5 separate regions of the Mus musculus genome follow, and all the other regions are linked to region 2. Evidence: chromatin contacts called from public HiChIP or PLAC-seq and promoter capture Hi-C data. All regions are on one chromosome and are shown on one strand. Each heading gives the region's core, a stretch centred on a gene start, on an enhancer-like site or on the middle of the called end of the contact. The rest is flanking DNA. Distances are from core to core; before and after follow the strand shown.

Region 1 (4,317 bases), core at 1,420-3,919, 250 kb after region 2:
AATGATTACCGCTTTTAAATTGAGATATTTTTAACTAATAACCCCAGTAGCATCTGTTTATTCTGTTTAGTCTGCATGGAGTGATTTAGAATAAGATAATAGCAATTTCAATAGAATCCAACCTATTCTTTTCTTTCTGTCACTTCACTGTCACAGAAACAAAGCTCTTTGTCTACATCCTCCCTGTATGTATCCCTCCCTTGCATACTCTCTGCTGGCTTTGTCTTCTCGTCTCCCTTTATATCCAGTTTTCTGTACCTCTGCTTCTTCTTTTCCACCCCCTTTCTCCCCAGTGCACTCCTTTCATCTGGATCCATGCCTCTAACCCCTGGCTCTTCACCCGTGTTCTTCCTAATTGCATCCTTGGTAATCCTGATGATGGGGATACTAGAGGGGGTTTATGTTTATACAGTACTATGAAGGGCTGGGCAGTGTCAGTGGTTAAGGACTTGCCTACCATTCATAAGATCCCTTCCCCCCTGAGTATTTTATAAAAATATAAGGAGAGGAGGAATATGTTTGGTGAATGTGTAGCCAGGTGTTGGGGAAGGGGGTGCCTCCGTGGGCACATGCATCCCTTCCCCCTGAGGGACAAGCCACATGACGGTATAGTATAGAATAAAGTTTATTCAGGGCATGGGGTGGGGGTGGGGGGAATTGAGAGGGTAGTAGAGACAGAGAAAGGCAGAAAGAGAGAGTAAATGAGTAGAGGCTGGCCATGAACATGTGGAGAGAGAAGAGGGAGGGGGATGGGGGGGGGCAGGAGCAAGAGAGCAAGAGAGAGAGGAGGGGGCAAGCAGCCCCTTTTATAGTGAGCCAGGCACACCTGGATGTTGCCAGATAACTGTGGGGCACAACCTAGACTAAATGCCAACACCCCCACCCCAGTTCAATCCCTAGCCCTGAAACAAAAAGGAAGGGCCAAGAACTGCTTTCTTTTATAGACACCTGGCAGCCTTGGTCCTCTCCTCCTTGGGCCAGTTAAGGCTCTTCCTTTGCCTGTTGCCTAAGTTTCACTGTTAGGCCCAACATGTTCATTGTTTCTCCTGCTCTTGGTGGGGGTGCTCATGGTATCCAGACCAGAAAAAGCCTCTCTGCATGCTCTCTCCATTCCCACCCTTCTCCATTCCCACCCATCTCCATTCACAGCCTTGCCCTCAGGTGCAAAACCCTGCACTCCAGTGAGCTGGGCAGGGCAAGGCACTGGCAACACAAAGTCTAACTTAAGTTCATACATGTCATAATAAATAAAAGTTGTTTCCAGTTGCTTTGTCAAAAAATAAATAAATAAACCTCAAACCATATTAACCCCTTAGGCTTCTCTGTGCCCACCTGTGCCACCACTCAGTTTACACTTGTATTGCTTGGACTACTACAGCAATTCTTAGCTGTGATGGCCATTTTCTAATGTCCATACTGAGAAGGGCGTGCAGCAGGTACAACGACCTGGGATATTTGTGTTTCTCTAAGCTTCAGTTGTTGAAAGGCACCTTTCATTGTGATTAAAGTTTGTTACGGATGGTGGTTAAGGCATGAAGGTGTCACCCCTCTGACTGCTCTTGTGCCCATATAAAAGAGTTCCAGAGGAGCTTGTTAGGCCCTTACAACTGGTGGCCACGCCACTGGAAAGTATCACCTGTGATGCCAGGAGTCTATCCAGACCAGCCAGCATCATGACCATGAAGTTCCTACTGTTTATACACTTCCCAGTCTAAGCTATGGGTGCAGCTTGACAGGACAACAAGCCTTTGGGAGACATTAACTGAAGAAGCATCTCCATGGTGCTCGATATTCCCAGACATGTCCTCCCTCTTTAAAGATGTCTACCAGGCCCTTGCTCCTTACAAGATGAAACTGAAATGACTCAGCTCCTCCAAACCCATGTTATTTGCTTAGGTTCTCACTAGCCTTGTCCACATTCACCAGTAGCCTTCATCTTCCTATAACATGGAACACACTGTTCTCATGTATTCTGTGACCTCTCATAATTATAGCATGGCCTTAAAAGCCCTCCATCCTTCTCTTTCTGGCAACATGGCCGTGTATGGCCTTCAACATCCCATGTCCCGAAGAATTATCTTTTTCCTCCATCTCGGTCATTTCATTCATCACAAAATGTCACAATGGTGCCTTTGTCTCCTGTTTGCAAGGCTTCTAAGGCCAAGAAACTGTTGCTTATTTATCCTCATTGACTGAATAACGTTTTACAATGCAGTCCTTAGATTTACCTAGTATCCTGGTCAGCTATAGACCCTTTGGCTGAACTGTGGAATTGCTAAATCTGTTTGCATGGGGTGCAGGATGCTCTTGGGCAGTTCCCACATGTTGGAGAACACATATTTGGAATCTAGTAAACATTTGATAAATAGAACCATGATTGAAACTACTAAGATCTCTACTAAAAATCTACCCTCTTTCCCCCTGTCTGGTTTAGTAGCTTATCACATGACAGACCCAGGTATTTGGCTCCACATAGATCAAAGTGGCTTGGTGGGAAACAGCTTTGCATTATTCTCTAACTGAGTCATGCAAAGTTTCCAATGTCCTGTCCAAATGCCAAATTGCATTTAGGGTCACTTGAGTCTAGAAGATGGTAGGCTGTGATAAGGACTCAGACATTCTTGCTCAATTGGGAAACTGGTATTCGTGAGCATACTCTAGATTTTTAGCTCAGCCAAGCCATGTTCTTAAGTAATTCACAAGGGTCTTCTAATGAACAGTCAGCTCTCTTTACTGTGCTTATCAGCAATAACGATAACTCTATTCTGGTTAATAGTCCTTTCCTGGTGACTCTGGTGGGCTGTGAATAGGCCTTGGAGAGCTTTTCAGGTTGTAGGTGAGGCCTTCGAGCAACTGTGAGGATGGACAAGGCATGGCCACAGCATCTCTAATGCCTTTTGAAGTATCCCTTTAATGTTAGCCTCTATCATCACCATGAGACACTGTTGTAAAATGCACCATGTCAAGAAACATCACAAAACTTAGGTTATGCTAAAGACCTGGGAAGGCACAAAGGATACTTAAAAGGCTGGTTTGTTAGCAAAGGGGCAAACTATTTTAAAAGGCAGTACTGAGTCAACACACCTACCTCTGGCTATATAACCAAAGGACCTGACATCGCTAGGTTAGAAAGTCCTCTCTGCTCCCAAATTCATGCAACATATTTCACAATAGCAAAAGTATGGGACCTTCCTAAGAATCATTAGTGGGTGAACAGATAGAGGAAAAGTGGTACCTATGCACTGTGTAGTAGTGACAGACCTAGAAGGAGGAGTCTTTCTTTTGTGATGACATGGATGGAGAATATTACAACAGTGAAATAAGCCAGACATAGGCCAAAAACCCACCCATTCTCATTAATATGTATTGAACTTATAGAAACAAGGTCGAAGGTTGCTTATCAGGGCTGAAGATGTTGTCCAAAGACCAGAAAGTCATGAACAGGAAAAATAAGTAAATACAGTAAATATTCAAGGTAATGAGTATGGTAACTGGCTTGATATCATTCTACAGGATGGTGTATACCACACCATACTATCACTATAATTATATATGGCTGTTATTAGTTATATACAATGATGAAATTAAAAAATGACTACATGTAATAAAAGTATATAATACAGTAGAACCTCACGTAGATGTTGTGAATACAGACCTTAGACCTGAGAGGTGGATCAGAAGACGGAGACAGTAGGAGTGACTTGCTATCACTCTGGGTTTTCCCTTTGTATAATAGTTGAGAGCTGTACATCAATACAGAATGGTTATTAAATCACCTCCTAGATAGTTCATTATGCTGCAGCAGCCAAACAGAGCATGAGGGGCCCTTGTTTTAGTATGAATTACATATTCTTTAGTATCTTCATTTTTTATTCATCTCTCAAATAACATATTCTTAATGATGAGACCACAGAGCCTTAATCATCCATAAAAGATGCTGTATTCAACATTATATCAAAGTACACATTCCTTTAGACATTTCCTCATGTGTATTCAGTGTGATCTAATATAATGTTTAGGTTTTTAATGCTCCTATATCGAGTTACCATAGACACAGCAGCCTAACACAGCACGTATTCATTGTCTTATATGTCTGAGGGTTAGAAGTCTAACACAAATCTAACTGAGTGAAGTTGGGGTGTGGACGTGGCAGGACTCCTCTACTCTAGATGGGGGATAATCTGTTTCCTCCTCTTTCTCCACATTGCTTCGCTCAATGTTCCCTTCCTCCATCTCTATAGCCTCTAGTCTCTACATTGCCTCTCACACCACCTTTTGCTGGCCACATCTCCTCTTTACTACAGCTGGGGAAATTTG
Region 2 (4,086 bases), core at 648-3,147:
ACATCTTCCCACTTTTCACCAAGCCAGAGACGACTGCTCTCATCCAAACCTTGATTCAATAGTTCCAGGGTAGTTCTGACACGTGCCCAGAGCATCCTGCACATCTGAGATTATTCTTTGCGAGCCACAGTTTTGGAGGATACATTATAATCCACTTGGGAGCTTTACAAAAATCTACTTTGCCTGCTCCTTGCCCTGAAGACTGGCATTCACTCTGTGGGGATAAGAGATGGGCATTTGTAGTTTGAGTTCCTTTTGGTGAGTCAAATGCACATCAGACTTGAGGGGTTGGAAGGGAGGTCAAGTTTATCTGGCTCTTGGGGGCTGCACACACCGCTCTTCCTATGTAGACGCTCTTCCTGTAGGTCTTTCCATGGTTGGATTTTTCACTCAGGACTCAGATCAGATGTTACTTCCTCAGGAAGTTCTTTCTCGATGACTACAATCTCAACACCCCCATGTTCGCCACAGTGCTTTACTTATTTTCATTGGGGATTTGCAATCCTTGCACACCCCTATTTATGTTATTGTCTGTATTGCCATGACTTTTTTTTAAAGATTTATTTATTATTATACATAAGTACACTCTAGCTGTCTTCTGACAGAAGAGGACATCGGATCTCATTACGGATGGTCATGAGCCATCATGTGGTTGCTAGGATTTGAACTCAGGACCTTCGGAAAGGGCAGTCAGTGCCATCTCACCAGCCCCTGCCATGGCTTTATCCTTGGCACCTCAAAGAAGTCCAGAGCACACAGAAGTGTTTGTTGTATGTGAATGAAAGAGAAGGTAAAAAGGTCTGGATTCTTCCTGATTTCTTTTGAACTAGATCTATTCAAATGTATTCCTTTCAACCAGATTGTAAATCAAACGTGCTCCGTTATGCAAGTGAGTTGGATCATCTGCTAAAAATGAATAAGTTGATTTCTAAATTTATTGCATCGAGCTCAACTCTCTCCACAGGAACTGTATATTAAATCTTGCGCAAAGCCAGTAATGCCTTGATGTATTTTTATGCTGCGTCTTAGCTGGAAAGCAGTTTACACAGTAGGGCATCTGGGAATGGCTAGCACAGAGTTGCAGTGGAAGGCGAAAGCCTTGATTTCTCAGGGAGGAAAGGGCTGATCACCTCTTGCGTTAACAGATGTGGCAGAACTGGGAGTTTTAATTTCAAATAGAAAAAAAGGACTTGAGATAAATACCTTGTTTTTCAGAAGTTAGTTCAAGCAAATGTGGCAAAACCTTTGGCTGTTGGCCAGATGTTGCTTGAATTAAAGGAGACAACAGAACGAAACTTGCTAAACAGGTAGGTGAATTAAGAGCACAGATGTCTCTAAGTCACTCACCAGTTACTTCTGAAGCGTACTATCTGTGAAAACACAACACAACATCTGTTGCTGGGGGAGGGGGAAGGCTTTCCAGATTCTGACGTCAGGGGACTTATTTCCTCACAAGTAACTAACCTTTGCCGGGAGCAATAGGTTGGGTTCAAGTACAACCTGTTTTTCAGGCAACAGCCATCCTCTTTTCCCTTTTGCTCACTAAAACCAATTTTGTATTTGAATTAACGGCTGAAATGTAACTGGCACCTCGGCAGGGAGACAGTCCGACGCACAGTCTTGAGAACAAGAATCAGCAGTCTCTAAGTTGGAGGTGGCGGCTCAAGAACACCAAAGGCACAGGGGACGGGAAAGGAGAGCAAGGAGAAGCCGGAGCAGCGTTGACTCCTGGGAGTGGTAGTTCGTTGCTGGGCGGAGACCTGGAGCTCTCGCCGATCTTTGCACTACATTACCCAGCAGGCCTCGCGCAGCGGCTGAGTCGCTGCGGAGTGGGTGCTTGGTGATGAGCTACCGCGGGGGAGGGGGCGGGGAGCGGAGGAGCAGCTGCAGCGGCCTCGGGGAGTGGTTGACATCTGGCGTCTCCGAGGGAGGAGGGGGACCTCGAGTGAGCTGCAGCCAGGGCCTGGCGTTCGCCGCGCCACCTCCAGATCACTCTTTCCCCGCCTCGACGTCCGCCATGGCAGCGCGTCCGTCCGTCGCCGGCCTCTCCGCTCGCCGTGGCTCCGGCTCCCCGGAGCGATGAGGAGGCGGTAGTGGCGTCCCAAGGCCCGCTCCACCAGCGACTCGGTCGCCCCGGCCGGGGGCAGGTCTGAGGGCCGGTCCCGTCGCGGCCCGCCCCCGCACCGCCAAGTTCCGCCCCCTGGGGGCGCTGCCCTCGGGCACCCGCGGTCCATGCCGCCCCGCCGCTCTGCCGCCCGCCGCTGAGCCCGCGCCCACCCCCCAGCTCTCAAAATGTGGCACAACGTGGGGCTGACCCTGCTGGTGTTCGTGGCCACGCTGCTGATCGTCCTGTTGCTGATGGTGTGCGGTGAGTGGGGGGTAACGCCGGGGGCGGTCGGGAAAGCTCGCGTGGACAAGTGTCCACGGTGATCACCTCGGTGGTCTCGGTGGCCACCGGGCTCCCAAGACCGAGTTTAGAGGAGTCATGCCTCTTGCTCAGGGCAGGTCGCCCGGGCATCACGAACCTTCAGGCTCAGCGAACCTTCAGGTCTGGCATCCTGACTCGAGGTAGAAGCACGTTTCTGCTTCCCCGGCAGGTTTGTCCTTGGTTGCCATAATGCCACAGCCTACCCAGATCTTTCACCGTGGCCTGTATTCGAAGGAGCAGTGATCGGTTTCATCTTTTTATTTGGATGTTCTGAACCTAGTGAGAGATTTCATCACCTTTTGGGTTTCCAGCGCACGTGAAGCTGTTTGTTTACTTCCAAGTTCAGGCTTTAACCAAATTCCCAGCCTACTTGATAATGGGCAGAGCCAAAAAAAAAAAAAAAAAAAAAAAAAAAAAAAAAAAACACCACTGGCGGTAATAAACTTCCAGGGTCAGGGAACCTTATCTTGGTTCTGCTGTCCTGGGGCTGTTTGGTCTGCTGCTGTGTACTTCTCTTCCCAGGAGGGAAGGAACGTTAAACTGTTCTCATGGCGTGTTTTCCATCCCTCTTAATTCGTTATGCACATAGCTGATAACCACAGGTCTCAGCCAGGAGACTGAACAATTGTGAGAGTTTGGAGAGTATTTCAAATAAATGACAGTAAGCACTGGTATTTAGAAGACCAAGTATGGGTTTGAAGTGATGGAGTATTGGGTTAAAATTTTATAAATACTGTAAAGCTTATTCTTACATAGTTAATGCTCAGTCCAGTAGCTATATTTGGAAAGATATGCACTTACATATTTAGACACCTATATGTGTATTTAAATTTTGTCAGTAATGCTGACTGAACCGAAGGCTTCACATATGCTCAGCACATGTTGAACTACATACAGAGCTAGTCCCAACTCTAACATTTTTGGCTAATTCTAGTGGTTCTAGATCTAAAGAATCCTTTTTAAAATCGGGGTCTCACTACGTAGCCTTGGCTGGCCTGGAGTTCACCATGTAGACCAGGCTGTTCTTGAACTCATGGAGGTCCAACTGCCTCAGCCTTCCAAACCCTAGGATTAAAGATGGCCAGTTTTGCCCAGCTGTGGTGGCGCACGCCTTTAATCCCAGCACTTGGGAGGCAAAGGCAGGAGGATTTCTGAGTTCAAGGCCAGCCTGGTCTACAGAGTGAGTTCCAGGACAGCCAGGGTTATACAGAGAAACCCTGAAATACGATGGCCAATTTTTTCTCTTTTTTTTTTCATGACATAAAAAAATGAAATAACATCTCCCCAGTTTCTAATGTGTGAAAAGGGTGATATCATTAATTGTTGTTTGCATTTTTTTTTTTGAGGTGGGAGCCCCACCAGGTTGGCATTGAACTTGCTGTATGGAGGAGGCGGAGGATCTTGAGTTGCTGATCCATAGAGGGCTACACCCAGTTTATTCAATGCTAGGATGGAACTTCAAGCTTCCTGCAGGCTAGGCAATCCACGCCCCCAGCTCAAGGGCCTTGAAATAAGAATAAACAAACCCTTGAGCGTTAGTTGGACACAGGGGTAAAGGCGTGTGTCACCCTTTCTACTCGGAATGAGAGTGTGAGAGTGTGACATACAAGCCATACTACATCTTGGACACAACACTTATCAAACTTGCTCTGAGACAT
Region 3 (4,439 bases), core at 1,501-4,000, 200 kb before region 2:
ACGGTCTACCCCACAGGTAATGGCCATGAGGAGGTTCTTAGAATTTAGGAGAGCAACTATCACAGCAGAGATATAAATGGAAAAAAAGCTAAGAAAAAAAATAAATAAGGTCTAAGGCCCCAGGGGTTAATGAAAGGGACAGAGGGCATTCACAGAGCAAGCAGGAAAGTCTGGAATCACAGACATCAGCCCAAACTTAAACTCGAGGCGGACTGTCCCCTTAAATGTTTTTTTAAAGGACAAGCAAACACCTCTCCCCCTTTGAATCTGGCTGGGGTGCAGACTCGTTGCAGTCTTTATTGCTCCCCAATAAAAATGTAATGTTTGTAAGAAAACCGGTAAAGTATAAAGGTATTTGAAACTGAAAATATCACACACCTTTGCTAAAGTAAGAAATAAAAAATGTAAAAAGCAAAATAGCAAGTGAGGGACCACTCGGAGAAGCCAGGCTACTGGGCCCCAGGGCACTTACCTTCTTGGGAGTCCCTAACACTTGGCAGATTTTAAAGATCTCATCAACTTCACTTGTCCCTGGGAAAAGCGGCCTAAATGTATATAACTCGGCCATTATACTTCCCACGGCCCACACGTCAATGGGAGAGCTGTACACCGAAGACCTTAGTAAGACTTCAGGAGCCCGGTACCTGTGAAAGCAGAAAACAGTATAGAAAACGCTGTTCTGAGTGTGACATTACATGGCAATGGACAGCCGGAGTCAAGTGTTGGCCCACAGCTTCCAAGCAAGACCCAAGGACAAAGCACCTTCTGTCTACCAGGGACGCTGGGTGAGACACCTATTTCCTGACCGCAGTTAGTGGTGCTGGCTAGAAATGTAGAGAAAATGTCCGTGTGGCTTGAGGTAGGTCTTCATATGGATAGTCGGGAAGGTAAGTGCCCTCTGAAATAGTTGTCAGAAAGAGCCACGGACAAAGCCATCAGGTGTGTGAATGTATCCACATGCAGGTTAGGAAAGGAAAGATGGAGAGATTGTCCTTGTGCATGGGGTTTTTAACAAATCACATGGAAAATGTCCATGCTATCATTACACTTCCTCACATGGATACTACTATTTTTAATTTACAAGAGCAAAGGCAAACAGCCCCTGCAACAGCCCTGCCCCCAACCCTCACTGATGTCCTCCTACTAAACAGTTGTTTTACTGAGTCTGGCACACCAGCTCAAGCCATCTTCCTAAATATGACACAATTCCACTCTGTGTGTGTGTGTGTGTGTGTGTGTGTGTGTGTGTGTATTTCCGAGATAGGGTTCCTCCGTGTAGCTCTGGCTGCCCTGGAACTCACTGTGTAGACCAGGCTGACCTCATGTACATATAGTGTTATCTGCATTCACTAACTTTCCAAATGCATACACTGCCTGGGACCCTGCTGTGTTCTGGTCTGCACGATGCCAGCAATGATGGCCACTTGTGCTAGACAAATGCCAGTGAGTATTTTGTATATATTCATTGGCTTCTCTTGAGAAGCAGAAAAGTATGTTTTTTTTTTAAACTAATATATTTTGTTTGCTTTTGAAGACTATTGTTGGAATATTTCCTTCAAAAAACAGTATTCCTAATTTCAAGGCTACTGTTACAAAGCATCACAACTTGAGGTGGTGCAGGCCCTCAATCCCAGCATTGGGGAGGCAGAGGGAGGCAGATCTCTGATTTGCAGCCAGTCTGTCTGCTCTACCTAGTGAGTTCCAGGTCAGCCAGGGCTGCACAGAAACCCTGTTTCTGGATATTTGTCTGTCTATCTCTCTCTCTATCTATTTATCTCCCTTCTCCCTTTCTCTCCTCACTGATCCCAACATCCTATCTCTTCTCCATATATTATTTTGCTTATAATAATATATCACCATAAGATGTATGTATATACTTGATTTTACACATATACATACAGAAAAATGCACTTAAGCCCACAACTTGCTAAACTTTCCACAAATAGGACACAATCATAGGTCCAACAACCAGATCAAGAAACGCATGCTACGGGTACCTCAAAGGCTCATTCCATCACCACTGTGACATAAACTCACAGCTTTCCCTAGCCTTGCACTTTATACACATGACTGCTTTCAGTAGAAGGACTTTTTCAGTGTGGCCTCTCACTCTCAGCATGACCTCTGAGAAGTACCATGGTGCTGTATGCCATGGTAGACTGTCCCTTTAGCCCTCCCTTGGGTGGGATGCCCTAAGGGCAATTGGGACTGTGACATCGATTTTGGTAACTCATACCACCTAGCTTATTTGTGCCTTGGCTCTCATGGGGCAGAGACTTCTCTCTGCTTTGTTCATGGCCTTGTGTTTCTAATGCCTACCCTAATGTTTAGCACATAGTAGGTCTTCAGTGTTATTGGAAGGTTGAGTGAATTATTTTTCCTTCTTTTGTTTCGTTAGTAGAATTCTTCACTAGCCAATTCTTCCCTCTCTGCAAAGAATATAAAATGTCTGCATTTTTTTAAATACCCAATATGGACTCTCTGGAAAGATAATTAACTGGTTCAACATAGGAAAACTTTGACATAAATGTTACCATCTGGTAGACACATAGTCAGTATATGGTGGCTGTGATCTTAATTCTCTTGCAAGTCCAAAATCAGCAATCTTCACCAGCTCTGGGCCCATGCAGAGCAAGTTCTCAGGTTTCATGTCCCTGTGAAAAAAGCCTGTGCAAGCAAGAGAGGAAACCATGCTAAATAATCATGTTTATTATCATCATCGTGTGACTCATTGCTTTATAGAAATATAACTAAGTCCTCCTATTAGCAGCACAGGGCTACGGGAGGAAACACTTTCTGGGGAAGAAGGAAAGAGGTGAGGGAACTTGCTTGCAAAATAATTTAGGAGAAGGTTCACATGACGTGTAAGATCACTAAAAATAACTGCTCATTTGACTTGTATTTTTAATTTTTGACTTCAGCAGGTGTGTACAAGGAATAGATACTGACACACTGTGACTGTCCCCTGGAATTTCTACAACCATATGGAATTTGGATGTATTGTTATCACCACTGTGTGACAGACACGAAGGAAGAGACTCAGATAGAAGCTTGGCTTCGGTCAATGTAATTAGTCTCCTTACTGCTATTATACTGTGGCTTAACACGAGATTCCCTGAGGTTAATCACATATTTGAAAAGTTCATTGGACAAAAGAGCTCCATGCATTTGAACTAATCTCCTCATTTATTTAACAGTTCACTTTCCCCTGGTGGCTAAGTCTTTGAAAAAGCCAATAATGAAAGTGCTCATTATTACTGAGTCTATATAAAATAGATGGTCGGTTACAGAGGCTAGTGGGCGGCCCAGCAGGAATGGGGCAGGATTCAGGAAACCACGAAGCCTTTCCTTGTGAGTCAGCTTTAAGGGGCTTCTTCCCTGAAGTGGGCTCAGGCACTGGCTTCTGAAGACCCCGCCAGGGAGAAGAACTTTAGTTTGTACCAAAGGTCTTTTGTGGAGGTCTGAGACCCAGCCCTCTGGGTGTCAACATTTTTAACCATTGCGTACCTAGGTGCAGCAATACCATGACACAAACCTGCAAACCTTTCCCACTAAATACCCAAATGGCCAGTGATTCTAACCAGACATTCAATAACACCAAATGTTTCAGATGTCTGAGCTAATAATTATCTTCACTTGATGGATATACAAAATCACATAAAATAAACCAGTAAGAGACTCATAGACAACAAACACCAGCTTCCACTCTACTCAGAGAATAGATGTGCAAACGCTAAGGACAACTGTAAGACAGCACACAGAGGCACTACACATTATTTAAATCCCTGTGAGCAGACATGCTTGATCAAAGGCTTCTAATCCTTTCCAAAAGAAGTTTGAAGGGGAGACTGTCATTGAGAGAACAGAAAGGAAACAGGTCCAGAGGGGAAGCCTGGTCCAGAAAGCATCCTGCACACAGCCAAAAAAAAAAAAAAAAAAAAAAAAAAAAATCACAGCACCTTCTGCACAGAACAGCAGAATGCCGCAGAACAACAAAATCAGCTGTAACCTGAAACACCACTCCCTCTTCCAGCAGCACGAAAGTGCCAGCAACACTCAAGGTTTCTCCAAGATGGGGTCCCCTGCACCCCGGCATCATTACCACCATGGCTGCTGCTCTCTGTGCCATGCATCTGAGAAAATTGGTTACTTTCAACCTATTTCTAGAAAGAGAATTCGTTCCCTAACCTGCAGAAACCCTCACAAGTCAGACTTTTGTTTTTTGGGTTTTTTGTTAATGTTTCTCTAGTTGACTTTAGGGGAGGGTATGAGACTGGTGACCAGACTTCTAAAAGGTCTGTTACAGATAATAGATATCTATGTACAATTATAAAAAAGTATACTGTTTAGATGACAAAGTCAGTCATAACTCAGCAGGAGACACAGTATTATTACTATGTGTGGTCTTGATGATACCCTATGGACATAGACAGGAAAAT
Region 4 (4,328 bases), core at 1,173-3,672, 180 kb after region 2:
AGAGTGAGGTCCAACGCAGATCCCGGACCCCCAGTCCCCAGTGTCACCACACCATGTTGTGATTCCTGCCTCCTTCAGGAGTCAATTCACAGGTGCAGTCCACAGGAGCTTTGTATTTGTTTTTAAGAGTCTCTAGGATTCCATATTTAGATAGATGAACTGATTTTCATGTGTGCATGTAGTGGTGGTGGTGGTGGTGGCGTGGGTGTGTGTGAGATGTATGTGGTGGTGGTATGTATGTGTGTATGTTTCTGTGTGGTGTGTTGTGTGTGTAAGGTATGGTATATGATGTATGTGTTGTGTATGTGTGTGTGAATGGTGGATGTGGTGATGGTGTATGTGTTTGTATGTGTATGTATATCTCTCTGTGTGTGGTGTGTTGTGTGTGTGGTGTAGTATATGATGTGTGTGTGTGTGTGTGTGTGTGGTGTGTATGTGGTAAAGTGTGTGTCTGTGCGGTGTGGTGTGCATGAGTGTGTGCATGTTGTGTGGGTATGAGTGTATGTTGCTCTGTATGTGTGGTATACTGTGTGTGTGTGGGTGTATGTGGTGTTTTTGTAGTGTGTATGTGGTGTTAGTGGTGTGGGGGTATGTGTCTGTGTGGTGTGGGGTGTGTGTGTCTGTCTGTCTGTCTGTGTGGCATTGCTTGGGACTGAATCAAGGGCTTCCCTCATGTATGGCAAGCATTCTACCACTGAACTTCCACTCCAGTCCTCTTTTTACTTTGAAGCAGTCTTGCTAAGTTTCCTTAGCTGGCCTTGAACACATTCTGTGGCCCAGGTAGGTCTTGACCCCCTGCCTCAGCCTTCCAGTTAGTTTCATAGGAACAGCTGATCATTTTAATTTGAACTACCCTAGAGGAAGTTCATTTTCTTGTGGAGCACTTTAATATGCATGGAGTTATCCAAATGATCAGCACAGGAAAGCACACACACACACACACACACACACACACACACACACAACACAGACCACCTCTTTGAATAGGTCTGGAGACTTCCAGGTTTGCCCAAGCACCTGCTCTCCTATGTCCCACTTGTATCCAGATGACAGCAACAAAGACTTCTGGTTGGAAGAAAATTCCATGTGCACAGCAGCCTATCTATATGAAAAAACCGCCCACCAGAGCAACATCTGATGTCCTATAATTAATGTTTTCTCTCCAGATATCAATTCCAGGCTTGGCACATCATTCGTCACACGGTGTGAGAGGAATAGATCCCTGTGACACTAGAGAAAAAGACAATCACAAAATTGTGTTTTCTGTCAGGACTCACCCTCGCCCACATTTTCTCTTGAGGAGCGTTGGCACTCTGGATCTCCAGGACAGTCCCAGGGCTGCAGTCTGCTGGCCTGTTTCCTCCTTGTCATATCTCCCCATGAACAACTCTGCCGTGCTTCTCCGCCAGCGTCTGGTGCTGGAGACTCACACTTCACTAGCCTTGAAGACACAAGTTAGAAATGCAAAAACATGTAAAACTCTGGAATGGGTCGAGACATTTCTGTCATTTGAAGGGTCACATCACAGATGTCAGGGGAAGTTAAATCCACAGCACAGTGAATGGAATCCACCACTCATTTATTCATGTATGCACAAAGCCATAGCAAGTTCTTGCTATATCTACTTAAATGTCAAAGATACATATAACTCGGTCCTGCCCTTAGGCAGCTCACAGTCTAGTTGTGCAAAGTGAGTTGTGTAGTGATAGGTACCTTGGCCACATATGCAGTATGCCAAGAGAGAACAAAAGAAGAAAGAAGATGGAAATTAGGTGTGGCTTGAGTAGTAGGCACATTATAAGTTTTCTCATCAAGGGCTCTACGCCATCTATAATCCAGGGCTTTAGACTTGCTTTCCGCTCTTTCACACCTTCCTCCTCATCTTGCGATCCTCCTTTAAACCAACTTAGCATATTTCTGTGTTTATCTATTTGAAGCCACCCCCAGTTCCTGTTTTACCTGTTGCTAGTAGCTTGCAAGGATCACTCAAGCCATGTGTTTTTCATATTTCCCTCACAAAGAGGGAAAAGCAATATTTTGGAAATGTGGTTTTTAAAATAGCTGAGATGCAAAGCTTGAATTTTATTTTATTATTTTTTTTATTTGGAAGAATGAACTGGGCATTCAGAGGGCTGGTGCTGGCCAATACTTCACTTTTTTTCTCTCATTTCCTCACAGCTGTAGGTATCAGTTTTAATTTGTGTGTGTGTGTGTCTGTCTGTCTGTCTCTGTGTGTGTCTCACACACACTCTCTGTCTCTCTCTCTCTGTTTGTATTTATGGAAAATATTAAAAAGAGGTTCCCCTGTCAAGAACAAAATCAAAATGAAGTAGGCGTTAGAGCAGAAAGTTGAGGAGGAATGGGTCTGGCACACAGTAGTTGGTAAGCCAACTTTCTCCTAACCCCACCCAGCTTCTCGAAGGAGGAAGACAAGCTTTCCAATCCAAGCAGAGGGCAATGGGAGTTGGTCCCTACTGCTTCTCCATGGGTGGGAACAGCCTCCTGTAATTTTGGATTTCTTAGCACAGTATTTTCTCGTCTTGGCGAGGAGGTGGGGAGGGAATTTTCCTCTGAGACACTTGCAAGGCAAGGGGACAAGAGCCCATGACTCCTGTGTTCTGCAGACCCCATGCATGATCAACCAAGCTTCTCTACCCCAAGGGAGCTGATACCCAGCGGGGAGTTGCAGGTAGGTTCCCAGCATCCTGTTCATTCCCCTGTAGATCCTCACATCTGCAAGGACTTCAACTGCCAAACTGTGTTTACAAGGCAATCATTTAGGGTTGAGCTGTGCTTGGGGGAAGTCATAGTATACAGTGCTAGGAATTATATAATTATATTTGTATGTGTAGGGGTGTGTGTGTGTGTGTGTGTGTGTGTAAATGCAAAATACATATGTCGATACAGAACAAAAGTAGAGCTTCCTAAATTGTAAGAAACATACTTGACACCCAAATGAAGGCATGCAGTGATGCTGGCACTCTGGGTGTTTAAAATGAAATCCCCCCTGCACGTACTTTTAAAATTCTCCTTCTAGCACTGGAGATTAAACCTTGGGCCTCGTGCATTCTAGGGGAATGTTTTACAAATACGTCCTATTTCCAGTCATCTTTCCTTCTTTCTGAATCAGTCCTCACTAAGTTCCTAGGGCTTGCTGGCCTGGAGCTTATTGTCTGTCTCCCTCAGCCCCAGGCCCAGCTGAGACTGTAGCCACGTACGACTAGGTTCTCTGCTGTCTTTTCTTTACACTTAAAAGGCAGTGCTGCCCTTACGTCCAGGCCAGGATGACTCTGGATAGGGTCTTAGGGTTTGGATTCTGAATTTCTTCTAGCACTTTCTGAATGAGTCTGTGGCCAAGAGGTAGTGTCAATGTATTGATCATGCTTTCTCTTAAAGACCATGTGCGGAGTAATAGGACATTAGTCATTCCAGCGCAGTGATCCTCGCCTACTTCCAGCTCTTTACCACTGGCTCACCTTCCTGGGGCAGAGGGTTATAAGGTAAAAGTAGACTAGAGGGCTGGGAGGTGCATGGCCAGGGTACCAAAGCTCTTGAAACATGGGATGGAAGGCTCGGATGGGAGGCTGGACCGGGGACCATTGGTGTTACATAGTCCAATGTGAGGCTGCAACTGCCCCAATAGTCCTGAAGCCAGAGAGAAGTTTTATTTACTAGCTTCTTGGTGTAAGCTATAGTTCTTAAATATATAGGACTATAATGTGTACTCTTATCTTAAACACCTCATTTTTGGGGAGTGGAGGGATGTTCCAGATTTATTATTGGAAAAAAATGCACTATCTTGTGTGATTTTATTTTCTAGTTTCCAACAATGTCTGTCAGAAACATACACACACACACACACACATACACACACATGCATGCATGCAACACATACATCAAATGCACATAAGCACAGTGAAAGTGGAAAGGGAAACTAATTACATATAATAACTGTCACAAATCTTGTATCTACACATAAACAAAATAGTATCAAAAATAAACTGTTGGGTCCCCAGTTTCTCTCAGTAGTAGGACCCACTGAAAGCTATCTCTCCCAGCTTGAGGTCTCTTCCCTGCCTTTCTCTTTGTGTAGTTGGCAGAAACAGACCACACATCACATGGATCGGGTTGATGAGATTCATTGATGCTATTTCTGATGGCTATAGCTCGTACCTGCCTTTGTTGTATGTGTTATTCTAGTGTGCGCACACAGCAGCTGTGTCTGTCCACGTTGCTTCTGATACACAGTGAAATCTTCTCTAGTGCTTCGCCATTTTGCATTGCACTTGGAGGCCTATTTGTATTGTGCAAAAACCGAGAGATAGATG
Region 5 (3,998 bases), core at 581-3,080, 220 kb after region 2:
GTGTCGTTGACTCTGTGCCACCTCACCTCCAGTCCTTAAGGGCAGGTAGGGTCAGACAGTGAGTAGTTCAGGGCACAGGCAACCGACAGACAAACAAATAGATGATAGATAGATTAAAAACCCAATATATTACTATGTCTTGGAAATGCTAGTCCCCAGCAAATCTGGAAGGCTGGTCACATGTTTTTGGCCCATAATCAGGTAATGTTGCTTTTTTTGAGACTAGTTTCATCATTAATGTATAAGGGTCTATGGAGGGGTAACAACAGAGCCCTCAGGGTGTTTCAAGCAGGCCTTTGGAGATGCAGACTTCCATAAAGGGCTACAGGGACTGCTGCAGAAAGGCAGTATAGAGAATAACCTCTCCTGTCACAACCAGAGAAGGGTCTTTTTAAAAATGGGACTTACATATTTAAATTGAGGGAACTTCTGGTCTTTGTGGGACCTCCCTCTAGAATTCCATGATTTCCTTTTGTTTTTGAGGCAAGGGGTTCCTATAGGCCAGTGTTCCTGCACCTGGTGGCTCCTAACACCACCTAGGGTGCTTTAGAAACACAGTACTGGCTTCACACATCTGTGAATTTGGGCTTTACAAGAATTGGTTGGAGCCAGAGATCTGTGTTGTTGTTTTTTAAAATCTTTGAAGGTGACATGAATATAAATTATTCACGAATGTCAGTTCATCAACTCTCATCAATGATAGATTGCTTTCCTCGCATTTCAAAAACGACCAACAGAAACCATTGTTTGACTCCATGTTTGGTACATCTTGAACTTTCCATGCACCCTGAGGGCTTGTGAGAAGAGGGATTGCTGCCTCATCCACCCCTATTTCTGTTAGAGTAGAACCAGGCAAGACCAGATATATGCAGACATAGAAACTGTTTTCAGAAGCTGTCACCTGCCATTAGGAGCACCATTTTAGATCCTAAATTCAGTTGAGTATCTAGTGTGGTCTCTTTACGTCGTTCATACCATTGCCTTTGGACCTCAACCTAGTACAGTAATTAGTAAATTTCTGGTGAAGAATGGAAAAGATTGGAGGTATAGTTCAGTGGTTGAATATTTGCTTAACACAAAGAAGCCCTGGCTTTAATACTAAATGTATATTTGTGGAATACAGTGAGATATTTTAAAACATGTGATATAATGATCAAACCAGATAACTGGTATACCCATCACCTCAAGAATCTATCTTTTCTTTGCAGTCAGCTGCTTGAAGACTATGGACTATATCCTTTACCACAGGAGAACTGATTCTGTTGGCTCTGAGGCAGTCTCATGGGACCTTGGCTGAGGATATGGGTGGGAACAACAGGATTTCCTGCTTTCAACATTAGGAACTTTGCACTGAGCACAATGTACCAACAGCGGCTGTGTCCTATTCTGGGGCCCCTGGCCAATCCTGCCTAATCTTCTACAAATTCCATTTTGCTTTATTACTTTCTATTTATGCCTTGCCCACCAGTTCATTTCTGACCTTTTTTAAAAAAAATCTTCTTGTAGTGTTTTGGTTTTTAAATATATTTGTAGGGTGATTACACAGGCACATTCTCATCGCTGTTTCTCTTCATTCCTGTTCCTAAGCTTACAATGATCTTCCTGAATGATCACTGAATCTCCTACAATGGTTGCACCAGGGACTCTGAGCATCTCATATCCCATCAGTTGTTTTTGTTCTCAGTGTGGAGAAGGCTGCAGGCAGCATAATACTGTCTCTCTAACTGTCTCCATTAGGGCAAGCAATGCTTCTTGGACTACAGAGAACTACTCATGGCCACATCCCAGACCTCAAGGCTAGACACACCCCAAATAAAGTTAAAAAGGAAGTGAAACCACTGACCATTATTAACCACTAAATAAGGAGCCTGAGATCCAAGCTTTAGAGGAACGCTGGAATGGTGCTCATGTGGCTTTTGTAGCTTTTACGTAACGGGTTGAAATAAGAAACGGCATCCCCCAAATAAACACAAATAACAGTAAGAACAATTTCAAACAGAGTCTTTCTCTTTCATCCTGCTTCCCTGACAGTAAATTTGTTGGTGCATAGTTTAATGATCCCTAAGGAACAGGGGTCCATCTGGTTCCTCTCTGGAGAAGGGTTTTGGCTCTAACCAGAGCCTCTACTTGTGAGGATCCTTGTGATCCTTTCTAAATTAGTTCTATAAAATCTGCCTAAGGGAAGGGCAGAGTCTGTGACCAGAAGCAACACCCAGCCTTCTCTGCCCTTTAACCCAGACAGTCACCATGGCTTCCGCATTCCACCTCCAGATGTGACATTTCAACAGCTAAGGGACAGCCACTTAGTGGTTGGGCGACCAATGCACTTCCCCTTAATGCTATAAGTGGGCCAGTTGGCTTGGCTTTGTAAACTCTAGGAGGGTGGATTTTTGTTGTTGAGGCAAGGTTTCGTTAGGTACCTCAGTTTGGTCTTGAATTCATGATACCCCCTGTCTCCAATTCTTGAGTCCTGGGATTGTTGATACATGCTTATAACATGCCCAGTTCTACCAAAGCCTTTATGGTTCTGTGTTTACAATCTTTATGTCTCAAGAATCATCTCCAAATATGCTGACAGGAAAATGTTATGTTAGATTTTTAAAAGTTTAATTTGGGAATTTTTTTTTCTCCTTGGAAGCCATTTAGAGAGACCAGTCATCCTCCAGGGAAAACGTATAGTTTTCTAGTGGGGAATCTCATGGGATTTCATGAGCATGGCGGATGGTAGAACAGGTGCTTAGGAGAGAGCAGGAATGTGACCTTCACGGCACTCTTAATAACTGCCTCTTGAGCAGAAGAGATGTCCTAGGAGGTGAAAGCTCTGGTCAACAGCCTGATAAGCTAAGTTTGAACTCCTAGAGTCCATGTAAAAGAACAACGTAGCACATGTCTGCAGTTGCAACACTCCTATTGCAAGAGAGGAGGTAAAAACAGAAGACTCTTGGAGACCTGTGGGCCAGCTAGCCGGGAGAACGCAAAACAGTGGCAGGAAGAGAGACCCTGCCTCAAGCAAGATGGAAGTGCTGGACCAACATCCAAGGCTGTCCTCCGACATTCATGCTGTGGTGTGTGTAAGGGAACATAAGCACAAAGCACATACAGATATGTGTTTTAAATCATCTCTTGATATGAGTACTCTTTTTCTCTGACTTAAAGTGTGGGCATTGCTATGTGTGAGAGACGATGTACTGATGGAGGAAAAGGTATTGTGAGGAGAGATCAGGAACAGTTGTTCTCTCTGAAAGAGCCTGAGAAAAGCCAGATACCAAAAGCAAGGGTCACATTCATACAACAGAGAGTAAGAAAGGCTGAATTCTTGTAATTTACAGTACACATTGCCATTTGTAGGGCAGAAGGAGGCAGAACTTGCAGATCGTCATTCTAGTAGTGGTGTAGGACCAAATGTTTTTGTAAGGGCCATCTGCAGTTGCAACACATCTCTTACGTGTATTGTGTCCAAAATGCTTAAAGAGCTTCTGCTTGCAACACAGAGAGAACAGAAAAGTCTCACAGCGTGGAGTGGCAGGCCCTAAGAATCTCAAAGTCCTATGCATTGCTGAGAGGTCAACAATCAGTGTTTCAGCCGAGGCAGGTGTGAGGGGACTAGGAAGAAAGAAATCGTATTGATCTCTGCGCAGAAAAACGGCTAGAGAAGCAAGCTGGGCTGTTCCATAAAGCCTTCCTGTCTATACTCGAAAGAGTTCAAAAGCAAATGGGTTTTGCTGAGGAGTCCAACAGCAGCATTTTCTGTGCTCGGATTTCCCTGAGGAAGGGGCTGGGGAAGCTTCTGTTTATCTTTCAGACATGGTGAAGACATTTCCAACTGGTTTGAAAGAACAAACTCCCTTTCTTTCTTGTATCCAGAAGACATAAGCTATGTGTGTGTGTGTGTGTGTGTGTGTGTATGGGTGTATGGGTATGTGTGTGTGTGTGTGTGTGTGTGTGTGTGTGTGTGTGTGTGTGTGTGTATGGGTGTATGTGTGTGTGTGTGTGTGTGT

What was found. Promoter capture Hi-C pulls out the DNA fragments that hold promoters and counts their contacts. HiChIP or PLAC-seq counts read pairs in DNA pulled down with a chosen protein or histone mark.
Region 1: a contact with region 2 is called in a promoter capture Hi-C map of pre-B cells. The contact joins the enhancer-like site here to the promoter of Smim13 in region 2. A contact is called at or near these places in 6 of 39 promoter capture datasets (the C10 cell line, the HPC-7 cell line, cranial neural crest and 2 more), 1 of 484 Hi-C or Micro-C datasets (CD4 T cells), 4 of 115 datasets of contacts at active chromatin or transcription factors (bone marrow-derived macrophages, effector CD8 T cells, embryonic limb bud and 1 more) and 3 of 9 other capture datasets (adipose tissue, liver and macrophages).
Region 3: a contact with region 2 is called in an H3K4me3 HiChIP or PLAC-seq map of bone marrow-derived macrophages, with 2.5 times the contacts expected there. The contact joins the enhancer-like site here to the promoter of Smim13 in region 2. A contact is called at or near these places in 1 of 484 Hi-C or Micro-C datasets (adipose-derived mesenchymal stem cells), 3 of 115 datasets of contacts at active chromatin or transcription factors (bone marrow-derived macrophages and embryonic stem cells) and 1 of 9 other capture datasets (liver).
Region 4: a contact with region 2 is called in a promoter capture Hi-C map of pre-B cells, with 2.6 times the contacts expected there. The contact joins the enhancer-like site here to the promoter of Smim13 in region 2. A contact is called at or near these places in 3 of 39 promoter capture datasets (3T3-L1-derived adipocytes, the C10 cell line and pre-B cells), 2 of 484 Hi-C or Micro-C datasets (liver and nephron progenitors) and 1 of 115 datasets of contacts at active chromatin or transcription factors (bone marrow-derived macrophages).
Region 5: a contact with region 2 is called in a promoter capture Hi-C map of pre-B cells, with 3 times the contacts expected there. The contact joins the enhancer-like site here to the promoter of Smim13 in region 2. A contact is called at or near these places in 6 of 39 promoter capture datasets (the 3T3-L1 cell line, 3T3-L1-derived adipocytes, the C10 cell line and 3 more), 1 of 115 datasets of contacts at active chromatin or transcription factors (pancreatic cancer cells) and 1 of 9 other capture datasets (liver).

Annotation. Positions count from the first base shown.
Region 1 is chr13:41,492,307-41,496,623 of GRCm38.p6, forward strand. The region is part of intron 1 of Gm32401 (a long non-coding RNA gene); the gene reads left to right. Among named protein-coding and RNA genes, the nearest start is that of Gm32401, 7.6 kb to the left of the region's middle. Within about 2 kb of position 2,670, at least 2 of the 459 cell types and tissues checked have an H3K27ac peak or open chromatin away from gene starts, as enhancers often do.
Region 2 is chr13:41,247,947-41,252,032 of GRCm38.p6, forward strand. Smim13 (small integral membrane protein 13) reads left to right here and starts at 1,898. Exons shown (of 2, transcript NM_001135577.2): 1 at 1,898-2,368. The coding sequence starts at 2,293.
Region 3 is chr13:41,048,836-41,053,274 of GRCm38.p6, forward strand. It overlaps Mak (male germ cell-associated kinase), which reads right to left. Exons shown (of 13, transcript NM_008547.2): 5 at 2,535-2,667; 6 at 473-644. Among named protein-coding and RNA genes, the nearest start is that of Mak, 19 kb to the right of the region's middle. Within about 2 kb of position 2,751, at least 2 of the 459 cell types and tissues checked have an H3K27ac peak or open chromatin away from gene starts, as enhancers often do. A contact at or near this core is called in bone marrow-derived macrophages, where this site is marked.
Region 4 is chr13:41,424,584-41,428,911 of GRCm38.p6, forward strand. It overlaps a transcript of Nedd9 not described here. Among named protein-coding and RNA genes, the nearest start is that of Gm32448, 16 kb to the left of the region's middle. Within about 2 kb of position 2,423, at least 20 of the 459 cell types and tissues checked have an H3K27ac peak or open chromatin away from gene starts, as enhancers often do. A contact at or near this core is called in pre-B cells, where this site is marked.
Region 5 is chr13:41,465,046-41,469,043 of GRCm38.p6, forward strand. It overlaps a transcript of Nedd9 not described here. Among named protein-coding and RNA genes, the nearest start is that of Gm32401, 20 kb to the right of the region's middle. Within about 2 kb of position 1,831, at least 106 of the 459 cell types and tissues checked have an H3K27ac peak or open chromatin away from gene starts, as enhancers often do. A contact at or near this core is called in the HPC-7 cell line, liver and pre-B cells, where this site is marked.